Regions from separate parts of the Mus musculus genome. Here region 2 is linked to region 1. A link is a contact called in public HiChIP or PLAC-seq data. All regions are on one chromosome and are shown on one strand. The core of a region is the stretch at or near the end of the contact, and the rest is flanking DNA. Distances in the headings are between cores, read along the strand shown. Region 1 has its middle 13 kb from the start of Inpp5d. Region 2 overlaps Sag (S-antigen, retina and pineal gland (arrestin)).

The links. HiChIP or PLAC-seq counts read pairs in DNA pulled down with a chosen protein or histone mark.
Region 2: a contact with region 1 is called in an H3K4me3 HiChIP or PLAC-seq map of bone marrow-derived macrophages, with 4 times the contacts expected there. The contact joins two enhancer-like sites. A contact is called at or near these places in 4 of 484 Hi-C or Micro-C datasets (CD4 T cells, CD8 T cells, centroblasts and 1 more), 4 of 115 datasets of contacts at active chromatin or transcription factors (bone marrow-derived macrophages, effector CD8 T cells, memory CD8 T cells and 1 more) and 2 of 9 other capture datasets (adipose tissue and liver).

What each region holds. Positions count from the first base shown.
Region 1 is chr1:87,605,452-87,609,259 of GRCm38.p6, forward strand. No RefSeq gene overlaps it. Among named protein-coding and RNA genes, the nearest start is that of Inpp5d, 13 kb to the right of the region's middle. Within about 2 kb of position 2,365, at least 121 of the 459 cell types and tissues checked have an H3K27ac peak or open chromatin away from gene starts, as enhancers often do. A contact at or near this core is called in CD8 T cells, adipose tissue, bone marrow-derived macrophages and 3 more, where this site is marked.
Region 2 is chr1:87,826,170-87,829,693 of GRCm38.p6, forward strand. It overlaps Sag (S-antigen, retina and pineal gland (arrestin)), which reads left to right. Exons shown (of 16, transcript NM_009118.2): 10 at 2,228-2,300. Among named protein-coding and RNA genes, the nearest start is that of Sag, 24 kb to the left of the region's middle. Within about 2 kb of position 2,267, at least 155 of the 459 cell types and tissues checked have an H3K27ac peak or open chromatin away from gene starts, as enhancers often do. A contact at or near this core is called in CD8 T cells, adipose tissue, bone marrow-derived macrophages and 3 more, where this site is marked.

The sequences.
Region 1 (3,808 bases), core at 1,115-3,614:
TCTGGATAGGTGGTGTCCGGGGAAGAACAGGTTTTGGAGTGTAGATGGGAGAATTCACATGAGTGGGGTGTAAGTGCCTCCAGGATTATCCACAAAGGCAGGCATTGGGGAGATGTGTGGGTGGGAGCTTAGAATGAGGTCTGGCTAGGAACTTGGATTTGCAGGCTCTAGTCAGAGAAGGTATCCCCAGAGAGTGTAGACTAGACAACAGAAAATGCAGAAGGGGGGAGCACTCTCAAGCACCCAAGAGTATGGAGAAGACCTTGGTCACAAAGGAAAGCAGCGCTGAGGGAGCCTAGAGGATTTATCGAATGAAGAAGCTTTCAGGGTCTCTGGCTAGGCTGTGACAGAGTGGGTTGAGAGCTACAAGGTGGCCTGGTAGGCGGAGAAGTTTTTGGTCAGACCATAGGAGAGGGTAAGGCAGGTACAGGTAGGAAGTGATTACATTGTAACAGTCGCCAAGTGAGGACAATTAGACCCAAAGTGTCAGCTAAGCTAAGAGATGGGTTGATGGCTAGGCAAGAAGGTATGCTGTTGACCCCAGGGAGAAGCCCAGGGCCTGCCCTGCAGGTTTTTATTGAGCTGGTCTGGCTGGAAGCCTTTCATATTTATAGCCGAAGCTGAGAACCTGTGGCAGGGAGGGATTTTAAGGATAGGAACCATCACGCTTGCTCTCACAAGATGAAGGGGATGAGTGGGTGGGGAGGAGAGGAGAAAAGCCAGGACCATGAGAGATTTGAGAGCCAGTCCCAACTTGGTAGTAAGGTGACCTTGGAGGAGCAGAGTGTGTGAGAATAAAGGCAGATGCAGAGGAGGGTGGTCTGGGAGATCTGCTCTTCTTTGTGGGCAGTGAGGTGAAGAATTTTAAAGTCTGATGAATCTGGAAGTGAGCTGGGTAGAGCAGCATGAATACAGGAGATAGGGAACGGAGGAGGTTGGTGCTCAGCGGAGGCCTAGAAGTCCCTGGCTACCACATTGTTTGGACACATAACATGGGTTATTCTAGGGCTGGGGCTGCCTGTTTTTTTGTGTTTCTCTGGAGTTCAGGGAGTCTGGCTGGAATATTTCAGACAGAGATGGCAGAAAGGGGCTCTGAGGATGTCCAGGATCTGAAACACAAATGGGGTTGTGGACATTAAGAGTGAGGGAGACTGGGTGTGTAGAAGTGAAGACTGGGAGAAGGTGGGGGTGGAGCAGAGGCTGGGGACTGGCCAGAGGAGTGGAGCAGGATTTGGAGGCCATAATTTTGCTTGCCTGTGTTCTACAATTATAGCTACCATCAATAGAACTGGCTAAAGATTCAAGACTCAGGCATAGAGTAAAGGGGACTCCTGTCTGGTCCCTGTAAGGGAAGGAAATACCAAAGAGGGACAGTAGTGGTTTCCTAAGTCATTGAAGTCACAGGATATAATAGTCTGAGCTATGGGGAGCTTTGGGAGTTTGCAGACAGGAGAGGATTCTGGGAGAATGAAACCTTTGAGTAAAGGAATCGCAGAGTCTAGCAGTAAAGTTCTGATTATCTAATTCAAGGCTTACAGCACACAGTCCCATTCTGAGATCCTCAGATATGAGCTAGGAGCTCTGGTGTGCTGCTAATTTGCAGGTTGGTTAATCTCTCTGGTTCTCACTTTCTCAGGCGTGAAGTTGGAGGTTATGTCTGCCTTGAGGAGTATCTGTGTGGCCCGGACGAGGTAACTCATACATAAATGTTAGTGCAGTGCTTGCACCTAGAGGCAATCTATCGCTACAGTCCAGGTATTGTTAAGGGGTGAATTGTGGTGACTCCCAAAGTGACTGTCTCTGGAGATGGTGCTTTTAAGTAGCAACTAAAGTCGAACGAAGTCAGAAAGGTGGTAGGTTCAAAGGAAAGTATGGAAGGTAGCCGCCTGCCAGTCAGGAAGACAGCCCTCAGCAGAAGCAGCAATGTCAGAACCTTGATTGTGGATGCCCACCCTTTAAATGACAAGAAATAAATACCTGTTGTTGCGTTGTTGGAGTCACCGTCCATGATATTCTGTTGTGGGGCGTGATCTAAGACAAGTGCCCACAACGTGACAGTGTGGTGGTTAAGTGGGAAGAGGAGCCTGTAGCGGGGCAAGCGCTCTAGAGGCGTGGCTTATTGTAGAGGCTCAGGAGGTGGGGCAAAGAAGATGGACAGCATTCAGCAGGTGTCAGAAAAGGCTTATGGCCCAGGGTGAGGCAGCAGCCGGTCCCACAAAAGTGGAAAGCCATTTCAGAAACATTTTTTTTTAAACCAGGGTGTAACCCCGGAAACTCAAAGTCGGCTGAGGGTAGGGCGGGTGGCATAGGAGGAAGACGGGGCTGGGGAGAAGATTCTGGAACCCACAGTGAGGGTTTTTGGCAGATCAGTGAAGATAGCTGCTGGCTGAGGAAGCATAGAGGAAGAGGTAAAAAGTCTGAAGCAGGGAGCAGCTGACACGTAATCACCACAGAAAGCGGGTAGCTGTTGGCAGAAAAGGCGTTTAGGAAGCGCGGCCGCGGGCCCTGCCAAGGGAGGCTGTCGTGATTCACGCTTGGGAAGTGCTGGAGACCAGAACACAGGTTGGAGGAGGTCCAGGCATGGCACAGTGCAGTAAGTAGCCTGGCAACTGTGGTGGGCTGACCCTCTGGTCTGGGGCTTGACTCAGGGAATGGAGTCCCAGGGTGGAAAAAAAAAGATGAATTAGGAATCTGCCACCAGACTGAGCGTCTTCAGAGCGTTCTTCTGGGATGGTTATTTCAAATTGGTTTGTTGTTGTTGTTTTATTGGTTGGTTGGTTGGTTTTGTGTGTGGTTTTTTGGTTCTTGAGGTTTTTGTTTTTTTGTTTTTTTTGTCTTTTGTCTCTTTCATTTACTACTGTATCATTACTATTATGCCCTGTCCCTAAGAGTCCTGGCGACACTGGCTCAAGTTCTTACTCAATTCTTCCTACCCACTTGATCCCACCCATATCTTGTCACTGCCTGGTTTTCTGTCACAGCCAGGTTTCCCGTTTTCAACTATGCCATGAAGCACGGATCAAGACATCATGAGTTCTTTGTCCTCTTGGGAAATGGAGTCTGTTCCTGTTGCTGGCTTTATTTGAAAAGGGACGAGCTGGTCTTGATTGACACCTGAATGTTGTTCAGGCTTGGGGAGGCCAGAGGTCAAGGCGCCCCCTGGCGGTGGAAACTGCAAGGCTCAGGCCCTAACCTAGGGTTGTAGAAGCTGCGGGTAAGCTGTGTACTTGTAAGATGCTATCCTCCTTCAAAGCAAGGTTGTTAACCAGAGGTGATTCTTAGTGATGCTGGCTACACCCTGTGCCAGCATTCTGTGGCACCATTGGGTGCCAGGAGTCTACCCAATCCTGTGCTGGCCAAGGCACTGCCCTCCGGGCACTGATCATCTGAGTCACACAGGATTTCTATCTTATCCTAAACAACCCCCCAGGCCAGCCATGCTTCACTGCCTCTCACCCTTCAGCAGAGATGTCTTCCCCACTTTCCTGAGATACAGTGTGATTCAGATGGGCCAAATGTTACAAGGCTGGCCTTCAGACTCTGGCCCTGGTCCTGTGTATGATTCCATGTCTGATCTGAACTGCTGCAATAGAGTTTTCAGAGATACGGAGGAGAGATAGGATGAACTGAGGCTACCATCGTTCCATCCTCAAGGCAAGCCTGTTCCCAGGAAGCCAGCCAAGTGCTCTAAGACCAGTTGCAACGAACTTTGCAAGCTTGAAGGAAACCTGTGTCTGCTGAAGCCTGATGCTAGGACTTGCAAAGACCACCTTAAGGATGTGGTCCAAAGCCTGGTGTAGGACTTGTA
Region 2 (3,524 bases), core at 1,017-3,516, 220 kb after region 1:
CAGTGTTACATTAGTCATTGTAACTGGACTGAGCAAGCAAGAGGCTCAGGAGTTCAAGGTCAGCCACAGCAACAAGCAGAGGCCAGACTAGACTACGTGAAATCCCAGTTTTGAAAAAGCTAGAGATGTTGCTCAGTTTGTAGCTTGCTTGCTGGGCATAGGCCAGGTCCTGGGTTCATTCTTCAGTGTATACATATGTGCGTACACGAGTGTGCACATATGTACAAAATAGGGTTTACCCCATGCCAACCAGTTGGTTGTATAGCCCAGTTATCTGCTATCGTTTGAATGTGCTCACTGTATGTTCAAGGGTTTGAAATTTGATCTCCACATTCACATGTTAATGATATTTGCAGGTAAAACTTTGGGAAGTAGCTAAGGTCAGATGGGGTTCTGAGGAAGGGCCTATAATGACACTATAATGACATGAAGTAAAGAGACTTAAATTAGCCATTAAATGTCTCTGCCATTTGAGGTCCTTGGCTATTATGATCAAACAGGAAGGCCCTTATCAGAGGCCAACACCACTTGGGAGTTCCAGCTTCCAGAGCCAGGGGCTAATTAAACCTCTGTGTATTATTCAGCTATAGCAGTGTCAGACATACGTTCCACTTTCCCTGCACGTCCACTGAAGATGAAAGTCAGGAATTGTGTGCATGTATATTAGAGAATCTATGGTTTTTTTTCCTTTTTGTGATTATGAATATTAATCCAGCCTTGTTTTATGTTGGTTTAATTCTCTATGGGCCTGAGTTATTCAGCATATTGTATGCAGTGCCAATGGCTTCCTTGATTGGTGTAGTAGAGTCTATCTGCCCCTTCAGGCTGCTATGGCAAAAACACCATAAACTAGGTGGCTCACACACACTGAGATGTGGGCCTCAAACGTGTGCTCCTCCTACTGCTGCCTCCCTAGTAGTGAGTTGCAGGTGTGTGCCGCTATGGCCAGCTGACAGCACACAGGAAAGTTCAGGATCAGGGCATTGGCAGATTCATCTGACAAGCAGCTCATCCAACAAGCTCCTGGAACCTCCTTGTTAAGGCCACGGAATCCACTCATGAGTGTGCTGTCCCCACAACTCCATCACTTCCCAGAAAGCCCTTCTCTTCACAGTGAATGCTCACTTGGGCTACTGGGATGAGCTGGCAAAAATGCCAGCTTCCCAGCCTGGTGCCATGACTTTGATCTCTGGAACTCATGTAGGGGAAGGAGAGAATGACTTTCCCACAAGTTGTCCTCTGACCTCCCAACAAGTCCTTGACATGTTCGTGGCCTCCTCCAGTGATGCAAATTTTAAAAATAATGTCACCCTGGGGTTGTAATTTCAATTTTGAAAGAACAGAAGCAAACTTTCAGAAACAGCTGCAAAATTGATCATGTATCATTGCATACTTGTATTTGAAATTACTTCTCGGGGCTGGAGAGATGGCTCAGTGGTTAAGAGCACTGGCTACTCTTCTAGAGATCCTGAGTTCAAATACCAGCAACCACATGGTGACTCATAACCATTTCTAATGAGACCAGATGCCCTCTTCTGGTATTTCTGAAGACAGCTACAGTGTACTTATTTATAGTAATAAATAAATCTTTGGGCTGGAATGAGTGGGGCCAGAGTGAGCAGAGGTCCTGAATTCAATTCCCAGCAACCACATGATGGCTCACAACCATCTGTACAACTACAGTGTACTCATATACATAAAATAAATAAATAAAATTTAAAAACAATTTACTTCTCAGCAAAGTGTGTTGGTGCATACTTGTAACCTAGCACTTGGGAGCCTGAGGCAGAGTTGTGAGTTCTAGGCCAGCTTGGGTTACACAGGAAAGCCTTTTTCAAAATAAAAAAAAAATATTTCTCAAAATATATTGGAAAATAATACCAATGACCTTGAAACGGTGAAATTTTCTGAAACAAAACATTAGTAGTTTTCTATAAGTTGGGTACTGTGATGGGAACTTGAAATTGTTTCTCTTAATCCTCAAGCTTGATTTTAAGAGATTATGGGTTTGGAGGAGAGAAGGGTGCTTCCTGGAGCCGAATCTCAGAGCCCGGTGTTTTGGTAACGCAGAGTGAGTCACTGGTATACAGAAATGGCCTGCAACCAGACCTTGAAAAATTGCAGCTTGAAGCCGAGGGCTGAGAAAGCCAGAGTCAAATGGTCCTGTGTGTCTCCTTGAAGGCACGAGGGGCTGCCCTGACCACCCCCTCCTGTCTTCCCTTTGCAGTGGAACAGATAGCCAATGTGGTTCTCTACTCAAGTGACTATTACGTCAAGCCTGTAGCCTCGGAGGAAACACAGTAAGTAGCAGGTGTCTTTCCACTTCCTGGGCGGCAGCCCGCTTTGTCAGCTTCCTCTTCTGAAGAGGGAACTTTGCCTTTTCTGAAAAGAAAGCCTTTGCTTTCTTCCCCCTTTCTCCCATCAAGAGCTATGAAGCAAGGCAGGCTAGGCTATGTGTTTATTTTGCCTCTGGGTCCATCTCTTAGGCTGGGAGAACAGTCTTTATAAACAAGGGACCGGAGGAGAGAAATCTAGAGAGTAAGGTCACTATGGGAACAAGAAGGGCTCTGTGTATCCTTGGAATGTGTTGACAGGAATGAGATGCTCGTCCTGCCCCCAGAAGATGACTAAATGAGCTATTAGCCCAGGCTAGGGCTATGATATGTATGTGTGTGTATATATATATATCTATATCTATCTATATATATATATGCGTATATCTATATATGCATATATCTATATATACATATATATATATATATATATATATACACACACACACACACACACACACGTGTGTGTGTGTGTGTCTGCATGCATGTTTCATTCTCTCTGTCTGTCTGTCTGTCTCCCCCCCAGCTTGACTGTCATGGAAGGGGGCCCTCGGGCTAGAATGATAGCCTTTACTGTAGCAGAATTTGCAGGAAGATTACACCAGATGTGTGTGTGTGTGTGTGTGTGTGTGTGTGTGTGTGTGTGTGTGTGTGTGTATCTCTATACCATTTCCTGTTTCTCATTCAAAACTCTGTGTGCTTTTTGGACCAAATGATCCTCGGGAGAATGGACACCATTCTAGGATTTCCCGGGGGTCGGGGGTGGGCAGAGCAGTCTAGAAATGGGGCCATATCATGTTAGCTTTTTCATTGTTTAGGCACAGGCACGTATCTGAGAAAACAAACTGTCACAGAAATATCTGTTTCCATTCACAGTTTCTATTGATCACAGCAGGGTGGGCGTGGCAGAGCAGAACAGCTCAGGAAACAAGGAATGCAGGCATTAGCAGGATACCCCTGCTCCCCCTTTGATGACAGCCAGGTTTCTAGCCTCTGCAATGGTGGCTCTTGTATCCAGGGCAGCCTTCCCTCTGGGCTAATCTTCTCTGGAAATGTTCTCACAGACACATCCTGAGTTGTTTTCTCTCATCTCCAAGGCCCTTCTCAAAACCATCCCATTACGACTAAATCACATTGGTCTCAATGTAGAAGCCACTCAGAAGGCTGCAAGAGCCCAGCACTGTTCCAGAC